Regions from separate parts of the Ovis aries genome. Here region 1 is linked to region 2. A link is a contact called in public Hi-C data. All regions are on one chromosome and are shown on one strand. Each heading gives the region's core, a stretch centred on a gene start, on an enhancer-like site or on the middle of the called end of the contact. The rest is flanking DNA. Distances are from core to core; before and after follow the strand shown. Region 1 has its middle 160 kb from the start of PPP1R3B. Region 2 overlaps ERI1 (exoribonuclease 1).

Region 1 (4,478 bases), core at 411-2,910, 270 kb after region 2:
CTGTGGGATCTTGGACAAGTCACATCATCTTTTTATGCCTCATTTTTCTGGGCACATGTAATATGTGCTTGCAGTATTCTGAAGGAAGAAATTGGTAGAGTGAAACAGTTAGAGCTTGGTTGACAGTACGAACCTAGTAAATGTCAATATTATTACTATGATGTAGTGAGCTCAGCATACCCCAGAACTTATTAGATTTCTGGTTCCTCTTCAGTGCAGATCCAATTCAGTCTTGGGTCCAATTTAACTTAGGAATTAGACACATAGGACTTAATTTCCCAATTAAAGGGCTTCAGCCAAAAGATCACATTTGTTGGCGGGTGAGGAAGGAAGCTGGGCTTTGCCGAGTGGTGCTCTCATCACTGATGTTTTGCTGGGCATCAGCCAAGGCTGGCCCTGGGTACCCTGAGAGACAGGCCAAATTCGCTTACAGGGCACACCTCCGCTCTGGTGCTCACCTTCCCAGGCCCACCCAGGATCTAGGACCCCGGAACCCCCCAGGGAATGGGCATGGGTGGCAGCCTTCCAGCATCGATTAATTATCAGATTTGCCGTGAACTGGGAAGCAAGGGCCAGCCCGGCGGTGAGACCCATGGCTTGAGGCCACGGTGGGAGAGGTGGCCAAGGAGAGAGCCAGAACCCAAGAAGGGTGGACCTCAGTGCTAGGATTTGTCTCAGCAGGTCTTGGGCAACAGTAAAGCATTTTGTATACATAAAGGACCACCCAGATGTTAAGGGGCGCTATTCTATAACTGTTACGACTTTCGATTCAAAAACCACACTTGTTTAGTATCCATGCAACAGGTAATACAGCAAAGAAAGCCTGAGCTCTGGGTGTGCCCTGCCTCTGTGGCTGACACATGTGTGACCCCAGGGAAGTATCAAAGTCCCCCCTTTCAGAGCCTGACCTGTCCCTCTGTGAAGCCCCAGGACAACAGGGTCTTTGATGAACAGACGGTGACAACATAAAACATCTGGCCTGTAGCAGGGAGAGTCAGCTGAGTCTGCGGTCCCCTCTCTCTGGTGAAGACACAAGGTACTTGTTCCACATAGAAATGGAACTTCCTAATATTGGAAAACAAGACTGACCCCAGAGAAGGCGTCACTAGTAAGTGATTTTCACAGCATCTTTTCTCTCCTTCAAGACCACGCAAAGAAGGACTATTTATTTCAGCATGGTTCAGACACCAGCGGGAGCTGCTCACAAAATGTGGGGTCTAGGGATGTTTTCCATATGTGGGGTGCTTTTGTTGACTATCCTGTCTCAATGGACTCCGCCCAACAGGAACCTCCAGGTGTGTGTTGAAAGGGCAGAAGGAGCTTGCCAGGGAAGCCCAGCGCACTGGGAGCCTCAGTGCCAGGCTTTGTGTGTCGGCTGGAAGGCTTTCCCAGGCGATTAATGACCACAGCAGACAACCCCACTGGCCCAGGAAGGAGGAGGGGCGGCCGGGTACAGAGGGAGCACTGCTCTCACGTCCGCTGAACACAGCCAGCGCGCCCACGGCTTCTCACATGTCCCCTGGCCTGGACTGCTCCCTAGGCTCCAGGCAGCTGGCCTGGGAGCTGAGAAGCCTCTTTGCGAAATCGTCCACACCCTAGAGGCCCAGGCAGGTGTTTGTCACATGTGGGGATGGGAGTGTGCGGAGGTGGCATGGTTTATTATTTCAAGATCAATCCGATTGGCCTCCCTCTATGCCCTGACCTGCTTCAGTTGTGCCAACGACACCACCTCATGGACAGACCTACTCACTACAGATGACATGGGTTTTCTTTTTTTTTTTTTTCCCCTGTCAGTGTTCTCTGGGAAAATGAACTCTTCTCCAGACATCCAGAGCAACTGTCTAGGCCTGTGGGAATATGAGGGAAGTTGGGAGCTCCAGGAACTTCAGCGCCAGCATTTCTATATTGTCTGGAAGCTTCCTGTGGTGGTCAGGAACCACAGAGGACAACCCAAGGGAGAGAAAAGGAACAGCCCAGGGAAGAGCAGCCCAGGAAAAATATCCATAGTGTGAGTAGATGAGACCCAGGGTCCCAGAGATTATGCACAGAGACAGAGAGAGAGAAACAGGGGCTTCCCAGGTGACTCAGGGGTAAGGAATCTGCCTGCCAGTGCAGGAGACATGGGTTTGATCCCTGAGTCAGGAAGATCCCCTAGAGAAGGAAGTGGCAACCCACTCCAGTACTCTTGCCTGGGAAATTCCATGGACAGAGGAGCCTGGCAGGCTACAGTCCATGGGCTCGCAAAGAGTCAGACACGACTGAGTGAGTGACTAAAAACAACAACAGACAAATAGATACCTTAGGCCTTGTAACTAATGTGAAGGAAGAGAAGAGGTTGGTATCCTCATCTGATGAGTGAGGTTGGTCTCAATGATCCTGATGTTTCCTTTCAGGGTCAGCAATCTCTAATGCTCAATGAAAAAAACTATAGAAAGTTTTAACTAACTTTAGCAGTCCTAATTGAGCTGTTAAAACAATGACACAGAATCCCAAACAGTGGAAGATTAAAAAAAAAAATTGTGTTTGATTCAGAAATGCAGATGGGCCATTCTTTGTGTCATATTGAAATATTGATTGTTTTGCAGAGAACTAAGCAGGTCCTGGGAAATGAATAATTCATATTAATAGTAGTTTTCGTTCTATGACCACTAATGGTGGTCAGCCAAGGATAGAGTGTGTGCTTGAGAGATATGGATCCATTCATTGGTTTGACAGTTATCTATTGCGTCTGCACCCAGCCCTCACCCTGGGAGAATGGATATATTCTGCTTTGCATCTGTGCATGCTAAGTTGTTTCAGTTGTGTCCAGCTCTTTGTGACCCTATGGACCATAGCCCGCCAGGCTCCTCCACCCATAGGATTCTCCAGGCAGGAATACTGGAGTGGATTGCCATGCCCTACTCCAGAGGATCTTCCCGACCCAGGGATCAAACTCATGTCTCTTATATCTTCTGCGTTGACAGGCAGATTCTTTACCACTAGTGCCACCTGGGAAACCCATTCTGCTCATGGGGGCATCCTAAAATGCAGATTCCAATTTAGTAGGCCTGGGGTGGAGCCCAGCATTTTTAAAAGGCTCCCAAGGGAAATCAGACACATGCGTGCAGTAAGACGAGTGTCTTATAAGATTTTCTGCTGGTTGTTGGAGGAGAGAACCAGATCTTAAAGGCAGTGCAGTTCAAAGGTTGGGGACAGTCCAAATGTTAGAAAAGAAGTCATAGCTTTCTTAGAAGACGAGGGTCAGACCGTCTGAGAATAGAATGTTGCTGTCATTAAAATGTTTGCGGATAATTGAGAATTACCAGTTAGGGGAAAGGGAGGGAGGGTAAAGGAGTTTTCCAGGCAACAGGACGCGGGCATTGTGATGTCAGCGGGGCTATTAACATGCAGCGATGGTTCTGAAACACATAGACTCTCATCTCAAGGCTCTGGCCTTTCCATTCTTCAAACTGAGGTTTGCCTTTGACTTAATGGAACAATTTTCTTCTGGTGCCACAACAGCCATTTCATTCCAAGATGGATTGCAATGTGAACTGATCTTTTTCCATTTCGTGTCCCAAACCGCAGCACAATTAGTTTCTAAATAAATGCCAGCGGCTTCTGGGGGAAGCTCTGATTGCGAGGCTGGAATAACAGTGGGCAGCCACAGAGCGGGTCTGTGCTGGCTGGTCCCTACCAGGGCTAAGAGGTCCTGACGCCCCCATCCTACTTACATACCCTGAATTTCCTAAGAGGCATCCACGCTGATGAGCCCTTATTGAACATTTGGGTTGCAAAGTGGTTTCTGGGACAGTAAGAAGATGGAGTTTGTTTGGAAAGTCAACATATATTTTAAGGTAAACACAGATCACCTCTGCCAAAAACAGTTATGTCTGCTTCCCAGAACTCCTGATCTTGCGTCTTGACAGACTCCAATTGCATGGGGAGATGACTCTCACCTCGCCCCATGCTCTGATGTGAGTGAGGACAGATGTTATAGGTTACAACGTGTCCCCAGCCTTCCAAATTCATATGTCAAAGTCCTAACCCCATCCCTAGTACATGACCTTGTTTAGAAATAGGGTCATTGCAGATGTAATGAGATGAGAGATCATACTGGAGGAATGTTCAGTCGCCCAGTTGTGTCCAACTCTTTGTGACCCCACGGACTGTAGCCCACCAGGCTCCTCTGTCCATGGGATTTCCCAGGCAAGAATACTGGAGTGGGTTGCCACTATCTCCTCCAGCATAGTGGAAGAGGATGAACCTTAATCTAATATGAGTGATGTCCTTACAAAGGGGGTAATCTGTGAAGATGGAGGCACAGACTGAGCTGATGCTTCTATTGGCTTGGTTTCTATTACAACAAAAACCCAAACAAACTTTTTGGTCAACTCAATACAAACCTCGGAGAAGGCAATGGCACCCCACTCCAGTTCTCTTGCTTGGAAAATCCCATGGGCAGAGGAGCCTGGTAGGCTGCAGTCCACGGGGTCACT
Region 2 (4,194 bases), core at 643-3,142:
AGCTCAAATTCCTTTCCTCCAGAGATCTTCCTGCTAATTTCCTTCCTCCCGCCCATCCTTCCAGGCCTTCCTTAACTCTTGCCTTCTAAATAAAGACTAACTGGTTCTCTGTTCAGTCTGAACACCCCCAGACACCAGTGTTTCTGATCCCTCTTATCTACTCTTAACTTTTTAAGAACCTTCATCACCTTTTAACTTACTATGTAATGTATTTAAGTAATTATTCAGTATTTGGTCAGTGAATGCATAGTTAGTTCTATGGCATCATTCTGTTACAAATGTTAAATAATACCAGCTTGTAATGGTAAGATATTGCATTTTTTTAAGATTTTCATATAAAATTATGAAATAAAATCCTGATACTTAAAAGGATAGACTTCATTTATCTAAGAAATCCAAGAAGTAGAATTTTTTCTTTTGAAATATGTCTGATAAGTAAAGGATGTCTCTTAACTTTAGAAGTTCAAATGTTCTTTGCTGTTCTTTTACTCTTTTACAATTATTAACTATTGATAATTCATCTGCTTAATAAACAAATGTGTAAAAAGAATTTTGTAAGCACTATTTTTTCTTAAATTTTTAATCTTCTATTATAAGGAATTTTCTTTATCTTTTCCTTCGTAGCTAGCTAGTATTAATAATTGCTGCCAATAAATCTTTAAAAGACTTTGAAATTGTCCTTAATTTGAGCAAGTGACTTAGTGTGATCTGGTTTAGGGAAGCAGCATTGGGCTAAAGGAAGAAGCACTTAGATCTGAGCCTGATAATAACAGTTCTGTCCTTACTGAGTTCACAGAGTTGTTGTGAGCACAAAATAAGAATGCAAACCTGAAAACTTCAAGAGGTTAAACATTGCTAAAATAATTAGTGCTATTAATTACCACTCTTTAAACTGCTACATGCCATATTGTTAAATTTTGATTACTCAGAATTCAGCTTAATGAAATCTTAATATAAAAATAAGATCTAATTAGGAGTGAATGAGAGCAGGAATCTGAACTAATTGTAACTGAAAACTGGCATTTCTTAAACATACTTTCTGTTATTTAAAAAGCTCTTAATATCTTCAACTGGAGGTTGCATTAATAGGCTTTACATTTCCAAAACATTATAAGCAAAATCATCAGCATTTTGCTCCTCTGGTTAAAGTTTGGTTTGAAGACTTCAGATACTTGTTCTATCTTAAACGTTTGTAAAGTGTGAAACATAATTTTTTAATTAAAAAATTAGAGTAATTTGGGAATAGGACATTATCCTTAAATTGTTAAAACTGTAGTCTCTGCCTTAACCACCTGTAAGGTTACAACCCAGTGTGGCTGATGTTGTCATATATTATTTCATGTATCTTAAGTCATAGAAATACTTCAGTTTGCTGTCCTTCTCTTGTAGGAAGATACGTTTCAGCAGTATGTGAGACCAGAGATTAACACCCAACTTTCTGACTTCTGCATCAATCTAACTGGAATTACTCAGGTTATCACTCTGTGTTCCTTTTTCTAGAGTTTGAAGGAAGTTTTGAAATTAGGGATTTATTTCATAAAATTATTGTTGTAAACAATTAAATGTGAGACTTTCCTTTCTTGGTAAAGATCTTTTGCTTTGTAATACTTAGGAAAGCACATTTTATACCTGATAAGATATTTTTCAGCCTTTCCTTTTAAAGTGTTGTAATGATGAATCTAAGCATTTCATTTGTTTGGAGCATTAGTGAAGAAAGAGTTAAGTTACCATGCTGCACTTGGGGATGAAGTTTTAAAATATATCTGTTTACAACCTGATTTTATATATAGTGTAATTTTTTTTAGGTCTCTGATTTTTGGTTGTATTCTAATGTGGCAGGCCCTTTGTCCATTTACTTAGTTGCTGTATTCATTTGTTCAGCAAATATTTGAGGGTGTGCTGTAATATCTGCCGAGCTACAAGGGATACAGAAATAGTCAGGATAGTCTCTCTCCTCAGCTCACTTAGCAATTGTAGGTTGGGGGGACTGACACAAAAAAAACAGTGGTCACAGTATGGTTAGGATTACTGACAGTCAGTGTTTCCTCAGGGTGTCATGGGCCCCCGTAGAAAGACCTTTCTCTGACAAAGGGAATGGAGGACTGTCCTGGGCAAAACTCAAGTTGGTGAGCTTGGGCAGAGTCATGATGGGTAAACAGACGTAAAAGAATGACTGGGCATTTCAGGTGTGAAGGACAGAACTTTTAAGTGGTTCAGGATGGTTCAGGTATCTTATGGGCTGATGAGAAAATGGTCACAAATAAAGCTGAAGTAATAGAGATGAGCTATATCACGAAGGGTCTTATGTGTCCTTTTTGTCTGGAAAGCCTTGGGGAGTGTTTGGAGGATTTTAAGTATGAAAGTGATATGATGGATGATTTACATCTTAGGAAGATGGATATAGTATGTTTTGGAAAGATGTGAACTTTGAGATGCAGAGATACTGTAGAGGGCCAGGGCTTTCAGCTAAGAAGAGATTGCCCTTTTCTCCCCTCTGGAGAATCAGGAAGCCACTAGGTTGAGGCCTGAAAAAAGAGAATGCCTGTGGATGATCTTAAATCTTCATTTTGGGACGATTATATACTTCAGTTGAAAGCAGTTCCTAATATTTGGCTATAAACAATTTTTAATCGTCTTACAATTGGAATTTTCAGTGAATCTTAGCCTAAGAAACCACAGAGTTCAAAACATCATAGATAAGACTGTGTCTTGCTCTTTCATGTCCCTCCAGTGTTTGTATGCTGAGTATTTTGTAGGACTGCATGTAACTGCCGTGATTTTTATGTATTATACATTCATATCCTCAGGATCAAGTAGACAAAGCCGATACCTTCCCTCAGGTACTGAAAAAAGTCATTGACTGGATGAAACTGAAGGAATTAGGGACAAAGTATAAATATTCCATATTAACAGATGGGTAAGTATTTAGGAAATTTATCTTAATCTGCTTTTTAAGATTAAAGATATCCTTATTCATCTAACTTTTAGAATAACCACAGAAAATATTATTTCCTGAAGGACCCCCCACAGCAGACAATAATTTTCCTCTCATATCCTTATCCTTAGTTAAATTTTTAAGTCCTAGGGGTGAAAGCTTTTGACTCTATGGATCACAGTAAACTGGAAAATTCTGAAAGAGATGGGAATACCAGACCACCTAACCTCCTCTTGAGAAACCTATATGCAGGTCAGGAAGCAACAGTTAGAACTGGACATGGAACAACAGACTGGTTCCAAATAGGAAAAGGAGTACGTCAAGGCTGTATATTGTCACCCTGCTTATTTAATATGCAGAGTACATCATGAGAAACGCTGGGCTGGAAGAAGCACAAGCTGGAATCAAGATTGCCGGGAGAAATATCAGTCACCTTAGACATGCAGGTGGCACCACCCTTATGGCAGAAAGTGAAGAGGAGCTAAAAAACCCCTTGATGAAAGTGAAAGAGGAGAGTGAAAAAGTTGGCTTAATGCTCAACATTCAGAAAACGAAGATCATGGCATCTGGTCCCATCACTTCATGGGAAATAGATGGGGAAACAGTGTCAGACTTTATTTTGGGGGGCTCCAAAATCACTGCAGATGGTAATTGCAGCCATGAGATTAAATGACGCTTACTCCTTGGAAGGAAAGTTATGACCAACCTAGATAGCATATTCAAAAGCAGAGACATTACTTTGCCAACAAAGGTCCGTCTAGTCAAGGCTATGGTTTTTCCTGTGGTCATGTATGGATGTCAGGGTTGGACTGTGAAGAAAGCTGAGTGCAGAAGAATTGATGCTTTTGAACTGTGGTGTTGGAGAAGACTCTTGAGAGTCCCTTGGACTGCAAGGAGATCCAACCAGTCCATCCTAAAGGACATCAGTCCAGGGTGTTCATTGGAAGGACTGATGCTAAAATTGAAACTCCAGTACTTTGGCCACCTCATTGGAAAAGACCCTGATGCTGGGAGGGATTGGGGGCAGGAGGAGAAGGGGACGACAGAGGATGAGATGGCTGGATGGCATCACCGACTCAATGGACATGAGTTTGGGTGAACTCCGGGAGTTGGTGATGGACAGGGAAGCTTGGCGTGCTGCAGTTCATGGGGTTGCAAAGAGTCGGACACAACTGAGCAACTGAACTGAACTGAGGGGTCAAAGAGAGGAGCAAAAGAAATAACAGTCTGATCCAGGACTAGAAGAAGATTAAATATTA

Evidence for each region. A called contact is a pair of places that touch in the nucleus more often than the background predicts.
Region 1: a contact with region 2 is called in a Hi-C map of liver, with 2.6 times the contacts expected there. The contact joins two enhancer-like sites. A contact is called at or near these places in 10 of 16 Hi-C or Micro-C datasets (hypothalamus, liver, mixed tissues and 5 more).

The regions. Positions count from the first base shown.
Region 1 is chr26:24,489,466-24,493,943 of ARS-UI_Ramb_v3.0, forward strand. No RefSeq gene overlaps it. Among named protein-coding and RNA genes, the nearest start is that of PPP1R3B, 160 kb to the left of the region's middle. Within about 2 kb of position 1,661, at least 28 of the 54 cell types and tissues checked have an H3K27ac peak or open chromatin away from gene starts, as enhancers often do. A contact at or near this core is called in liver, where this site is marked.
Region 2 is chr26:24,215,524-24,219,717 of ARS-UI_Ramb_v3.0, forward strand. It overlaps ERI1 (exoribonuclease 1), which reads left to right. Exons shown (of 7, transcript XM_004021747.5): 4 at 1,390-1,473; 5 at 2,808-2,917. Among named protein-coding and RNA genes, the nearest start is that of ERI1, 11 kb to the left of the region's middle. Within about 2 kb of position 1,893, at least 2 of the 54 cell types and tissues checked have an H3K27ac peak or open chromatin away from gene starts, as enhancers often do. A contact at or near this core is called in liver, where this site is marked.